2 separate regions of the Triticum aestivum genome follow, and region 2 is linked to region 1. A link is a contact called in public Hi-C data. All regions are on one chromosome and are shown on one strand. The core of a region is the stretch at or near the end of the contact, and the rest is flanking DNA. Distances in the headings are between cores, read along the strand shown.

Region 1 (6,971 bases), core at 3,511-6,010:
CTTGATAGAAAGCTAACGACAAGAGCTGTCAAATCATGACTAGAAATCTTCATAAGTGGCAACATAAATATTCCAATGATACAGAGATGTGAAACCTCCATCAGTGAAGATTCGACATAAACTCCAACATTGAAAACATAAAAGATGATGCATACGAAATCCGTGTTCGATGAACTTGAGCTTGCATTGAAGATGACCACAAGCTCCAAAACTCACATAGAGAAAAGCCAAAAAAGAACCAAGAAAGATGATGCCAATGATGTAATGGTTTGAGATCTCTACGGACGATACGGTCAAGCTACTCACTTGAGAGCCCCCGTTGATAATACAACCATCGATCCTATAACCCGGTCTCCCGACTAACACTATGATACCGGTAAAGTAGAAAACATATCAATGAGAAACCTTTGCCTTGCACATAGTCCATTTGAGCTAGGTGATGGCGATCTCGTCCTCCTCAAGTTAGATCACCTTTCTTAATTGTGTTGGATCAATGAATACTAGTAGATTTATCCCCCATACTCCACTATGGGTGAGCCTATCTTCGGCACATCTTCACATGTCTATTTTCACCACAATGGATGGCAAGCTTCAAGCACGAGATCTCTTCACGATGCTCCACTTGAACTTGCATAACACAACCTCGATGACAATCACCACTTGATGCCATACTTCATGGGTTATATGAGATCTTCGTCTTGATGCAAGCCCATGAAAATACACCTAACCCTATAAAGAAACTTCACAAAGATCATGGGTTAGTACACAAAGTGCAATGGACAATGCTTACCATACCATGAGATCACTTGACCCACTCGGTACATCTTTTACTTGAATCCACTCTTTGTACTTAGTCTTGATCAACCTTGTATCTTATCTTCTCTCTTCATAAAGGTGATGTCTTGAAGGTAAACATGAATGTTCACACAATCTTCTTCTTCAAGACATGCTTGCAATAGCCTCAATTCTCACATGACCAATTTTTGGATAAATCCTTGAATAACACCTTGGTCAACACATAATCTTCTTCTAATAACCTTGAAACCAACAAATGATCTTCAAGCAATGCTTATGAACAAACCCTTCAAATATAACTCAAGACGACCATTAGTCCATAGGGATTGTCACCGATTATCAAAACCAACCATGCGGCACCATGCTCTTTCGGCATTAATGCTAGGCGAATGATCCGACATCAGTTTGCCTAATAGGAGAGAGAAGAATGGTACCCTTGAAAACAACAGACTCGGTGTCGATTGGTCTACGAAGTTTGATGTATCTATCGACCCTGTACTCGGTGCACCTTCTTCGTAAAACAGGTCCGTCGCATCTTTGAGCGAAGGACACTAGCAGCGCGACCCAGCCTTCCCAGCAGGGCAACTGACTAGGCAAGCAGGCAGAAATCTCGGGCCAGCGCCTGCGCGAGCCAAACAACCCGACATAGTGCAAACGACGCTGACAGGGCGGACCCAGCCTCACCCCGCATGGGTGGGGCAACGCCGAACATCATTATCGGTCTTATTGATCAGTGCAAACACTTTACGGATCATTCCTACATGTTGTTCATAGACTGCTTTGCTTCGTTGCTGCAAATGATCTTTGCGTGATGGACGTGAACAAGTCATTTAGAGAAAATCCAATGGGGTGACCCAAACGGACGGTGATTTCGTCCACTTTTTGTCTATTTGGGTCGGCCGCCCGCCCGGCGCCCGCCCTGTTTTAGATATAGGTCGGCAGCGCGCCCAATGCGCCGACCCATATGTGCCAGCGTGGCCGGCTGGCCGCCCTATTTTGCATTGATGAATTTGCATAGTTTAAACCGAATAAAATAGCATAGTTATTACAAACCGAATAAAAATAAAAATGTCTCACATAGTTTTGCAAACTAATAAAAGAAGATACATCTATTAGTTGCCAACATGAGCCCACATATGCTCAACCAAATCATTTTACAGTTGCACGTGAGTTTCTCAATCACGCATGTCTTGATGAAATTGGGTGAACTGTTCAAATGTTGCCGCTCCTCCATGCTCAGGCACAACATTCTCACCCTGAAACTGAAACCCTTGATTGTATAGACGTTCCAGGCGCTCGCCTTCTACGATCATATTATGCATGATCACACAAGCAGTCATCACCTTCCACAATTTTTGCGTGTTTCGGGTATTAGCAGGATACCGAACGATGCCCCATTGAGATTGAAAACACCAAAGGCATGCTCGACATCCTTCCTAGCACTCTCTTGCTCTTGGAAAAATCTTTTCCTCTTCTCTCCAACAGGGTTGGGTATTGTCTTGACAATAGTGGTCCACTGAGGATAGATACCGTCACCCAGGTAGTATCCTTTGTTGTAGTTGTGGCCATTGACAGTAAAGTTCACCAGTGGTCTGTTGCCTTCGGCAAGCCTAGCAAACACTGGCAAGCGCTGAAGCACGTTGATATCATTGTGTGATCCGGCCATGCCAAAGAAAGAGTGCCAGATCCAGAGATCTTGAGATGCCACGGCCTTTAGTATGACAATGCAAGACCTGACATGGCCCTTATACTGCCCTTGCCAAGCAGAAGGGCAGTTCTTCCACTCCCAGTACATGCAGTCTATGCTACCAAGCATCCCTGGGAAGCCCCTGCTGGCATTCATCGCTAACAAACAGGCTGTATCTTCAGCTGTCGGCTCTCTCAAGTACTTAGGGTCAAACACAACAATAACAACCTTGCAGAACTTATACAGGGACTCTAGGCATGTAGACTCGCTCATACGGACGTACTCGTCAATGAGATCACCGGGCACTCCGTATGCAAGCATTCGGATGGCGGCAGTGCATTTCTGATAAGAGAAAAAATCAATCTTGCCAACGACATCCTCTTTGCACTCGAAATAGTATCATAGCCGACCACCCCCTCTCGAATACGGTTGAAAAGATGCCTACTCATACGGAAACGGCGTCAGAATTTTTTATGTTTGAACAACAGGTTTGTTGTATCAAAATAGTCCTTCCAAAGAAGGAAATGCCCGCTCTCTTGGTTGCGATTCAACGCCGGAAGGTGGCCCGGAATGGAGCCACGGAACAACGGCCGCTGGCTGTTGAGGTGGTGATGGACCAACACGGCAACCAATATCTCCTCGTAGTCATCGGACGACGAATCGTCGGAGTCGCAAAGGAAATTGTGAAAAAGAAACTCATCGACGGAGTCCATTTTATACCTTGACAAACTATCGAACAGTTTGCGGGCGTCGATGAAGGAGATAGCCGGCGAAGGGAGTCGCGACGCGCACGGATCAGCTAGCTGCCCTGCCGGCGTCCGACGAGTGGGCCGGCGTCCGAGAGTGTACCGGTGAGGATCTGACCGGGCGGCGAGGCGGCTTCTTGGTCGGGTCGGCTGTGTGGTGGGGGCGCGGGGGTGGGAAACAGTCGGCTCCCCGGCGACAAGACGGCGGTGGCGGGCGACGTGGGAGTGGGCGGCGTTGCTGAGCGGATGTGGAGACGCCGGCAGCTGACAGAGTCACCGACAAAAATGGGCGACGGCGTAGGCGACGAAGGAGGTGGGCGAGGGTTGATGTTGGATGAGAGAAGACCAATGTGCCACCGACCAGCGAGTCCGGATGAGAAGAAGGCCTGCGTGCGCGCGTCCATCGCGTGTCGCGCCGACGTAAATCAAGCTCAAAAATGAACCGGAAATGAGTCGCCCGTAAACAAAAATCGGACGCGCGTCCGTTTAGATCGGCGCGTTGGGCTGTTTTTTGTGTCCGCGCCGACCCAAACGGCCGGCGACGGATGAAATGGATCGTTCCATTGCAGTTGCTCTTTGTTTTACGCCAATAACATCTGAGTCGCTCGGAGCAACTTGTGTTCCCAACTATCGAAACCTCCATCGCCTTGGCAACCGAATCCCTTGCCCGCGAAGTCTCTAGCACACACTACTATAATCCACAGCAGAATCAGTGGCAGGTGTCCGCAACGGAAGTTGCTATACAAACGATGAACATGCAGCCGATGCCTGAACGATTCTTACGTGGCAGCGTGAAGAGCGACCATGCAAGGAGGCTCGCTGTTGGGGTGGAAGTGCCGTTCGCAGGTCGTGCATAAACCGTCGTCCGTGAAGCAATTTCGGTCCGCAACTGTCGGATGACTACTCTGAAATCGTTTGTTATTCAGAACCGGACTTCCAAACCCTCCAGTTCAGAACTCGCCAGCTCATTAAACCCTAATCGACGTGCGAGAGCGAACGTACTACGCCACCACACATTCTTTGCAAGCTGCCGCCCAACCCACGCCAGCAAAGACGAGGCGAACTCCCCGTCTCCGGTGAGCTGGACACACGGAGCCGCCGACCTTTCTCGCCGCCTTTTCGTGCTCCCTGGCCAGAAAGAAAGACGGGCAAAGCTTATCCCAAAGCCGTGTGAAGCTCCCAGCTAGTGGACGGACGTCTGGGTCTGGACCTGGGCGGCGCCACTGGCCGGCGGGCCCAGAGCACCACACGCCCCATCAATACGTCGACGTGCCACCAGCTGTGTCCTCCCTCAGACGGCAGACGCGTCACGCGTGCGTGCTGCACGACACAACGGGCAGTAGTACCACATCCACGACGTCTCCGGCGGCCGCCTAATCGCAGTCCAAATTACGTTTAGACAGCAATGATTAGTGGAGGGGTTAGTTAAGCCCTGAGGTTTGGCCGTGGTGGGCGCCCGGCGTCAGCTGATTGATTACCAGCTGTGTGGGTGTGAATTTTCTCTGGCCGTCAACCTATATAAGTACAGCCCCGTCGATCTCCTTCCTCTGCCCAGTCACTGTCCACACACATCTCCCTTGTAGTTTTGTACCACCCCTCTCATCTCATCCGATCCAAGCTAGACAAGTCCCGCACTGTGCTGTGGTGCTCCATCTAGCTAGCTTTTCTTGCTTAGCTTCCAAATCTGCTCCACTGCTCCAGCGGCACAAGAAAATATCAGCGGTGCGTGCGTGCGTCTCCGAGAGATCATCCATGGAGAAGGACAACCACAAGGAGGTGAGCCCAATTCCCACCCCCCCCAACGGATCCTTCCGGCTTTCGTGCCGGAGAGATCGAATCCTCCTGCTGTTCATCCATGGATGCTTCTTCTTGTTCGCGATCTGGTTTGTTAGAAGATTAATTTCGATGCGTGCGTGTGGGTGCAGGGGGAGGGGGCGACCGCGTGGATGACGGTGCCGGCGTTCGGGGACTGGGACATGAAGAACGGCGCCATGCCGGACTACTCCATGGACTTCTCCAAGATCCGGGAGATGCGCAAGCAGAACAAGAAGGAGCTCTCCCGCGCCAGCCTCGGCGGCGACGACGACCTCCTCGCCCACCACAAGCAGCAGCAGCACCAGCAGCAGCCCGCCAAGGCTCCCCAGCCCACCAAGCTCGGCGCTCCGGCCAAAGACCACGGCCCGCTCCACGGCCGCGACCACTCGCCCACCGTAAGCAACCTCGCCTTCCCTCCCTTCTGCTTACTATTCGGATTGCTAGTTTGACAAGTCATGGATTCGCCGCCGCCCAACGGTCAAAAGAGGATCCCCGTGTCCACAACTTTTCTCCATTGTGGAAAAGGAAGAAAAAGAAACTTTTCTCCATTTCGATTCGGCTGTTCTTATCTGACCCGGAACTAGTAGCATAAAGACTAGGACTTTCTGCGGTAGCTAGTATACTTTCAGTATAAGCGGCGCTGCTTAGGAGCAGTATAATATTCTTTGCTTGTTGAACAGCAGCAGCCATGGGGTTCTGCTGGGTCAAACTCGTATTCCAACGCACTGATATTTGACCGTGGACGGTGGAACACAGCACAGTAAATTCCACAAGTACTGGCTATTTACTCACCTGTTTTCATGTGCAAGTACTTCAAAGAAGTGCTAGGAAAAGAAAGTACAAACGAGTGAACCTGACTGTGTATCACAGCGTAGAACATGCTGATAGCCATTCTGTTACTCTGCATTTATCTGATGGCTCTTCTGAGCTGCAAGTGCAAAGCCTGTTACGATGAACCGGAGAAAACAAGTACAACACCGAAAAGTCGAACCGCCCCCTCTGTTTCAGGGGTAGTAGTGTATGATTAAGCAAGTTTAGATGATTATCATGGGCCCTATGCAATGTTCATGGCGTCTACCCGCAGCTGCATCGACAATGAGTGGAGTCGGTTCAGCTGATATAGGTAGGTCGGCAGATATATCAACCCGTAGCACCGGCCACTCCAAGTCTCCAACCATTTGCATCTAGTGCTTTGTCACAACTCACGGCTGATTGGCAAGGACAAATCATCTCATTTTCCTAATCATATATTACTACTCGATATATGTATGCCTCTGAAAGGCTGTACCGATAAAGCGATGAATGACATGAGTATGTCCTTGTCCATGGGACATCCAGTTAATTATGTTAGGAATCCTAGCTGACGATAGATGATTAGAATGAACTAATAATGGGTCGAGTCAGTCGGTAGGCTAATTTCCCTTTAGGTTGCAGGTATGAAATGAAATGTATGATGAGAAGTGGCAAAAATAGGATTGAGGACACCGAGAATTAGTTATCAACGGCCTTGTACGTACAGCTTGATTGACACCGAACCTTCATCCAACATAGTTTCGCAAACAACATTTCACAACTGCAATCCTGTGAGGCGTCGCCGTCGCACAACCTGGTTAGCTAGTTGGCAAAAAAAGAAGGAACATAAAGTTATACTACTTCAACTTCAGGCTTCAGCTGTGGCATACTATATATATTCTTGCTGTATCACCTGGCTGATGGCTACATGTAATGTATAATGTAATGACCTGGAAGGAATTTGTTTGTTGATGCAGGGAAGGAAGAGGTTCCTGAGCTATTTCCAGTGCTGTATCAAGGCCTGAAGACCAGCTGCTGCCACTGCCCTCCGTCGAGGTATCACAGCATGAAGCAGCTTAGCAAATTTAGCCTAGGCTTCTTTGGTGTTTGGTCAAGCTTGCAACTCAAATGTGTAA
Region 2 (6,971 bases), core at 2,135-4,634, 490 kb before region 1:
CCCAAGGCCCAAGTAGGGGCAATGCATATACAACCATGACACAGTCACAGAATATCCCTTGTAAGCCGCCATACGGGATAAGTTGATCAGTTGTAAACCCCTGGCGTTTGTAACCTCCCCCGATATAGTGAAGTTTGGCTGGCTAGCGTCCATGGTTTTTTCCCTTCGTCTTGGAGGGTTTTTCACGTTGAAATCTTATGTCCCCTGCTTGTTTGTTTTTTCCGTCGAGTTGATTTGTCTGTCGTATCTTTAACACACGTGGTGTAGAACTGCATAGTAAAATTAGATGCATGATCATGCTTTATTTATATGTGTGAATGAATTATGGCGGTGTACTAACCAAACATCAACAATACGAGAAATCCAAAAAAAGGTACAATTCACTCCTCAAGGAATCCTCCATCCTCTCCAAAAGAAGGTACAATACCTGAAGAAGAAGAAGAAGAAGAAGATGGAATAACAAAATTGATGTCAATGCAGTCAAACCATCATCAGCCCGACGAAGACACATCCAACTCCCTCAGCGTTGACCACAATCCTATCGCTAGATCTGACGGTGCACCCACTACTAAAACCGAAGAAGAAACCGGAGGAGAAATTATTCCGCACCACCGCCATAAGAGCCGAAGCAACGGACAACATGACCTACTTGTTCATCCGATCACGTTGTGGGTTGTAGCGTCTCACGCGTTGTCAATGTAGGGGAATGTGCTAGGGAAAACAATTTTTTTTTACCGTGCAGGATCCAACCAAGATCACTATCAAGGTGCGGGTAACAAAGCCATACCCTTAACGAATACATCAGTGCAATGGACATGTTGACATTGTCGATGAAGACCTTTGATTCCATTGGCTAGGTTATACCTCTCAGCCGCGAAGATCCACCCTATCTAGCGTAGAAGATTACGACACCTCCAAGGTATCCACACGTATCAAAGTAGCACATCAATTCGTGGACCAACACAACGAAGCAGCAGAGAATCTAGATCTAATCTAGAGGAAGAGCAAGGTGCCAACTAGAAGGGTACAGGGCGCCGCCAGCAAGAGGGCTAGGCCAAGGGCTTGATGTCTCCCTGGTGCACTATCGGCCCTCCTTATATAGGTGGCCCGGTAGGGGGTGGCCGACCAAGGAAAGGAGCCCCACCTGCACGCGTCAGGGAGTCCTAATAGGACTCCATCTAGCTTGCCTCGAACCCCAATTCAAGGGGTCGTCCTACCTGGCCCAACCAGGTTGTGTTGCCCCCCCTCCCGCGCAAAGGGGAAGGCCTCGATAGGATCCTTTTGAAACATGACTTTTCTAGAAGTTTTTACCTAGTTCTAGAACCCGCGGTACCTTCCAAAACACTTTCGGACATCACCGAAACACTAGGACCTCTCGAAACACTTTTTGAACCTTTCTCTCCGAGTCTTCATTAAATCGTAGCATTACTAAATGTCGCTAACGTTAAGCGTGCGACCCTATAGACAGTGGCGGAGCTTCCTTAGGGCCAAGGTGGGCTATTGCCCTCCGCCCTAGTCTAGAAAAATCCTCTTGAATACCCTTACTTGTTAGGCTTAAATCTTGAAGATTATTGAATGTGTAAGTACAATTTGTCATCTTGGTACACTCAACTCTGTTTTTCCTCTTTAACATTCTTTGTCAAGCTCTATCACTACCTATAGGTTCGAGCATATGTGGGCATGTCTAGAACACCTTTCGTTCAACCATAATCAGCGGGACCTGGACACCCATGAGGATTCCCATATATCATTGAAGATCTTTGCCTTGCGATACGTTACACAACCCGAGGTGAGACTTTGACAACATTCTTGTTATCAACTCCTTGATCACTATACCTAGTTATCCTTGTTTCCGATTTGTACTCTTTCCTCGTTTCCGTAGTCTGGTATCCCGTGGCTAACTCTTTACTCACAATACCTGGTTAGGCGATGTTGGACATTGTAATACCCAGTGGACCCAGAGTTTATCTCTCCATCACCAGAGGGGCAAATTCCAGTCTTGACATATCACCTTTACAATTACCAAGTTACGTAATAACATATTATGACCCCGAATCAACCATCCGGTATCTGGGTCTATGATATAAGGACGCAAGTAAACGTCAAGATCTCGCAGTATTTCATAAGTGGGCATATCCAACAACATTGTTATTATAACAATGTGCTCTCATTATTATCGGCATCCTTGTTACATTAACAATGTTCATGCTCAGGAAATTAAGACCATCAACACTACATGAGCTAGTCCAGAGGCCTGACTAGGGATATGTTTGGACTTTATTATTTCACATATGCAATTGAGTTTTCCTACAAATCCCATATTCAGGAACCAATGTAATTCTAGCATAGAAAATAAACTTGATCGCGAACATGAAAAAAAATAACAACTTTATTATTGCCTCTAGAGCATATTTCTATAAGTCACCACCACCGGAAGGCTGAAGCGAAGGGCGACATAGACTTACCACAAGCCCAAGACAGGAAAAACTAAGACTCACACAGGTAGATATGGGCATCCCCTCGTTCTCCCACTGACAGAGCCAACTGAGGAGGAGAAGGGCGGCGATCAATCAGCAGAGGAGATACGACAGCTAAGAAAATAGGTAAGGCGGCGCAGAGAAAGAATGACTAGGTGCATGATTATGCTTAAATGGTACACGTTGGGGAAGTCACTTCTAGGAGTTTGGTAATGCAAAAGAATTACACTAGCAAGAGCACTTAGAAAAAAGAACTGACACTATAAAGATGATACAAATGACTACATTGCAAAAAAATTAAAAAAAATAAGCGCATCGCATTAAAATCGATATGTGAGGCGGAAAACCAATGGAGATCGATGCGGTATATGATCCACCGGCCACGTGACTAGGGTTTCTTTTGAGTGGCCCGTGTGCGACTCGGGATTAGGTGTAAGCGATAGAAATAATGGTTTTGCTATTTGATTTGAATATCCTAATTTCATTTATTCGGTGGGGCTGAAACAATTATCATTGAAAAAAAACAGTTTTATAAAGAAAAAAGATTCAATACTTTTGGCTTTAATGGGCTAAATGGAGTACAATAGGAATTGCATATAAATAGAATAATTATTAATGCTTGGGTTCTTCCAATTATGTGTAGCAACTGGAATCGCATACTTTTGGCTTTAAGGAAGAAGTAGCAATCAACAACGAATTCATGGCAAAGCATATTGACTGGTCTACCATTCTGTTTTTGCTTAAAGCCCCCTGTACAATCTCAGAGTTCACTTCCACCACCATCCAAGCGTACATCCAGACGGGTCTTCTCTGCACAGGGGCTAAAGATGGAACACTCAAACATATCGAGGTCCTGCACGCAAAGTTGCCGCCACCAACGTGTAGAAGAGAGAGACAGGGGCGGAAGATCCCACCACCCGCCGCTCTCATTCGCAGCTCCGTTCCCACCTGAGCCCAGCCGGTCGGTGGCTGCCGGCAGCAACCTGCTGCTACTTCCGTTGCTCCTCCTCCCTCCCCTCCCACTCCCTCTCAGCCCCAGCTCGAGCGAGAGAGCATCTCCCTCCCGAGCGACCGCGTCCGCCTCCCTCCCCTGCCCCCCGTGCGGTTCTTGGTGACGGCGCGGCGGCTTGGCTGGCCGGCCTCGCCTCCAGTTGACCCGACTGACTCTCCCCCATTCGGTCAGCCCGGAGGAGGAGGAGGAGGCGGAGGGGATTTGCTTGACTTTTTGAAGCTTCTCGCTCGTTTCTCTCCTAGCGTTGCGGCTGCCGGCCAACGGCCTCGCGGATTTTTCTCCAGTCTCACCCCCTCCTTCAAGTGGCGGCGGAGATCAGCTGGATCCAAAAGCCTCGCCAGAAACCGGCTGGGACTCTAGGGTTGGCTGCTCAGCTCAGTTGTCTTCGGCGGCTGCTCCTCCTGATCCCTCCCGTTGCCGCTGGCCAGCTCTCTCTGGCTTTGCTGACTTGACCCGGGACGGGGGAAAGAGGAGCAGAGTTCGCCTGTGGATCTTCGGGAAAGGAAGCTCATTCATCCTGTCAGCTGGGAGGTAGAGGAAGAGATGGGGAACTGCATGAAGTCCACGGCCCGGGTGGATCACAGCATGAACACTAGTGCCGCCTGTGAGTGCCTCTCTTACTACTTGCCCCTAATTATGTTTTGAACTCACTCTGTAAAGAGATATAAGAGCGTTTAGATCACAACTTTAGTGATCTATAAACGCTCTTATATTTCTTTACAGAGGGAGTAGTATGTATTTGTCAGTTTCTACTTACCTGCATCTTTTTTGTTCGATTGCTTTGGCTGTTTTGATTATTTGCAGTTCTTTGATTTGCTTTGTGTTGAATTGAGAGGCGTACCATATCTGGGGCAAATATGGATACCATGTTATGCATCTTACACTTCTATTTCAGTCACTAGTTTTTACCTACTTCGTTCCTCTGGTGCACCTTCGCCTCTATTTTTGGAGGAAATTGACTATTTATTATTAAGTTCGTCGGAGTTTGATTAAAACTACAAAGTTGATTTCTTCTTGACAAAAAATGTCTAGGGACTAGATTGTGAGAGATGATTAGTGCTAATGAAAAAGAAGAAGATCCCGCGTACACACGTCGTATACATGTACAAGTATAAGGATAGTGATCGGCCCATAACTATCTACATCGATCCACGCCTCCATCTATACCTAGCCGTCGCAACTCATCAGGCAGCGCGGCCGCCTCCTCAACCCTATGCGATGAATTCATCATCTGGTGCGCTAGCCGCTCACAATTCTTCGACGCTGTTTCTAATCTCTCCATGATCGGCCCATAACTATCTACATCGGTCCACACCTCCATCTATACCTAGCCGTCGCAACTCATCAGGCAGCGCGGCCGCCTCCTCAACCCTATGCGACGAATTCATCATCTGGTGCGCTAGCCGCTCACAATTCTTCGACGCTGTTTCTAATCTCTCCATTGTCAATAATAAAAAAACACAATGAAAATCGTTGCACCTAAGAAAGGATCGTAGCAAATCCTACAGAAAAATAGAATCGCGACATCTAGCACCTAAGGATCCTAACACATTTTTTTTCCTTTCCTGCTCCATGATTTTTTTTCTCTCTCGTGGAGTGATCCATCAGTATGTGTTCCGTGTGTAGTAATCGATATGTATACGACCTGTGTACACGTGGGATCTTTTTCATTTTCCCTTAGCACTAATCATCTCTTACGCTCCAGTCCCTGGTTAACGTTTTGTCAAGAAAAAATGAACTTTGTAGTTATAATCAAATTCCGACGAACTTAATAATAAATAGTCAATTTCCTCCTATTTTTGTCCCCCTTTCTTATTTCAGAACATGCCATGCTGCATGGATAAGAACATTAATTTCTTCTTAGGTCTCGTATACTTCAAATTACCCGAGAGTAAATAAAACGGAACTTATTTAATTCGGAATTTCAGATAGCAGAGAGCTCCTTCAGTTCATATCTTCAGTTTCATTGTAAACCTGAAGATGTTATTGTTGCCAATTTGTTCTTACACACATTTCCTTTGTTTCTTGTTGGGCCATCAGATCCATCGAAAGTGACCAGCAAAACAAGCATGTCATCTGCTACTTCTGCGAGCAAGACCAACTCAACTCGTTCAACGTTTACTCTGCCATCTATAAGAGATCGCAGTGAGCCTCCCCGGACAGAAGGTGAAATCTTGTCATCGTCGAACTTGAAGGCCTTCTTGTTCAATGATCTTAAAAATGCGACCAAGAATTTCCGCCCGGACAGTCTTCTTGGGGAAGGAGGGTTTGGGCATGTTTTCAAAGGTTGGATTGATGAACACACTCTTGCTCCTTCGAAACCGGGAAGCGGTATGGTTGTTGCTGTCAAGAAGCTTAAACCAGAAGGTTTCCAAGGGCACAAGGAATGGCTGGTAGGTTCAAGACTCCTTACCAATAATTTTCTACTTTCCTCTGGCTATTTTTCATGTTTCCTGATGGTTGATTTTCCTGCTCAGACGGAGGTTAACTACCTTGGCCAACTTCACCATGCCAATCTTGTTAAGCTCATTGGTTATTGCTCTGATGGTGATAACAGACTTCTGGTGTATGAGTTCATGCCCAAGGGAAGTTTGGAGAATCATCTGTTCAGAAGTATGTTCTTTAATCCATATGGGTTTTATTGCTAAATCATTTATTTCTGACGTCTTTAATATTCATGTGTCAACTATCAAGTAACCAATAATGTTTGTATTCTTTTAGGAGGTGCTGATCCTTTGTCATGGGGAATAAGGCTTAAGGTTGCTATCGGGGCTGCTAAGGGTTTGTCATTTTTACATCATGCTGAAAACCAAGTTATATATCGTGATTTCAAGGCATCAAACATTCTTCTTGACTCGGTACGGTTGAAATATAATGTTGACTCTGATTACAAGCCAACCTTTGGGGTCTTTTAACTTAACTTGTTACTCTTGATTCAATGCAGGAATTCAACGCGAAGCTTTCAGATTTTGGATTAGCGAAAGCTGGTCCAACTGGGGATAAAACTCATGTTTCCACACAAGTGATGGGCACCCATGGATATGCTGCTCCAGAGTATATCGCAACAGGTTAGAAGATTATCTTTGTGTTTGTATTTACAAAAATGGGGCCATGTCTCCCTTCTTTATGTGTCATGTGACATCAGTTCTGACAAATGGATGTTGATGTTGGGTCTTCCCTCTGTATTAGCTAAACCTAAGTTGAAATATTTTCTGGCCTAAATCATCCCATACCTATGGTGAAGCCCTATTAGTTTAAAGTAGCATAATCATATCATGGTGTTCTCCAATCATGTAGACCATCATGGAATTGTTTCCTGATTTCCCTTGATAGTCAACTACACTTGCCTTCTGTTTGTCTACATTTCCTGATCCAGCAATTTCATTGTTATATATGTCAAGTCAAACAAATATTAAATGTAGGAAATGGTCCACTCCACTTTATTCCTATTAAATTCGACACCGGCCATATTATTCTTGGAT

Evidence for each region. A called contact is a pair of places that touch in the nucleus more often than the background predicts.
Region 2: a Hi-C map of leaf shows a contact between it and region 1, with 4 times the contacts expected there. The contact joins the promoter of LOC123093315 here to the promoter of LOC123093314 in region 1. A contact is called at or near these places in 2 of 5 Hi-C or Micro-C datasets (both in leaf).

The regions. Positions count from the first base shown.
Region 1 is chr4B:569,338,822-569,345,792 of IWGSC CS RefSeq v2.1, reverse strand. LOC123093314 reads left to right here and starts at 4,760. Exons shown (of 3, transcript XM_044515240.1): 1 at 4,760-5,004; 2 at 5,154-5,438; 3 at 6,813-6,971. The coding sequence starts at 4,981. The coding sequence ends at 6,860.
Region 2 is chr4B:569,832,193-569,839,163 of IWGSC CS RefSeq v2.1, reverse strand. LOC123093315 (probable serine/threonine-protein kinase PBL3) reads left to right here and starts at 3,384. Exons shown (of 6, transcript XM_044515241.1): 1 at 3,384-4,093; 2 at 5,530-5,882; 3 at 5,967-6,102; 4 at 6,211-6,347; 5 at 6,434-6,557. The coding sequence starts at 4,033.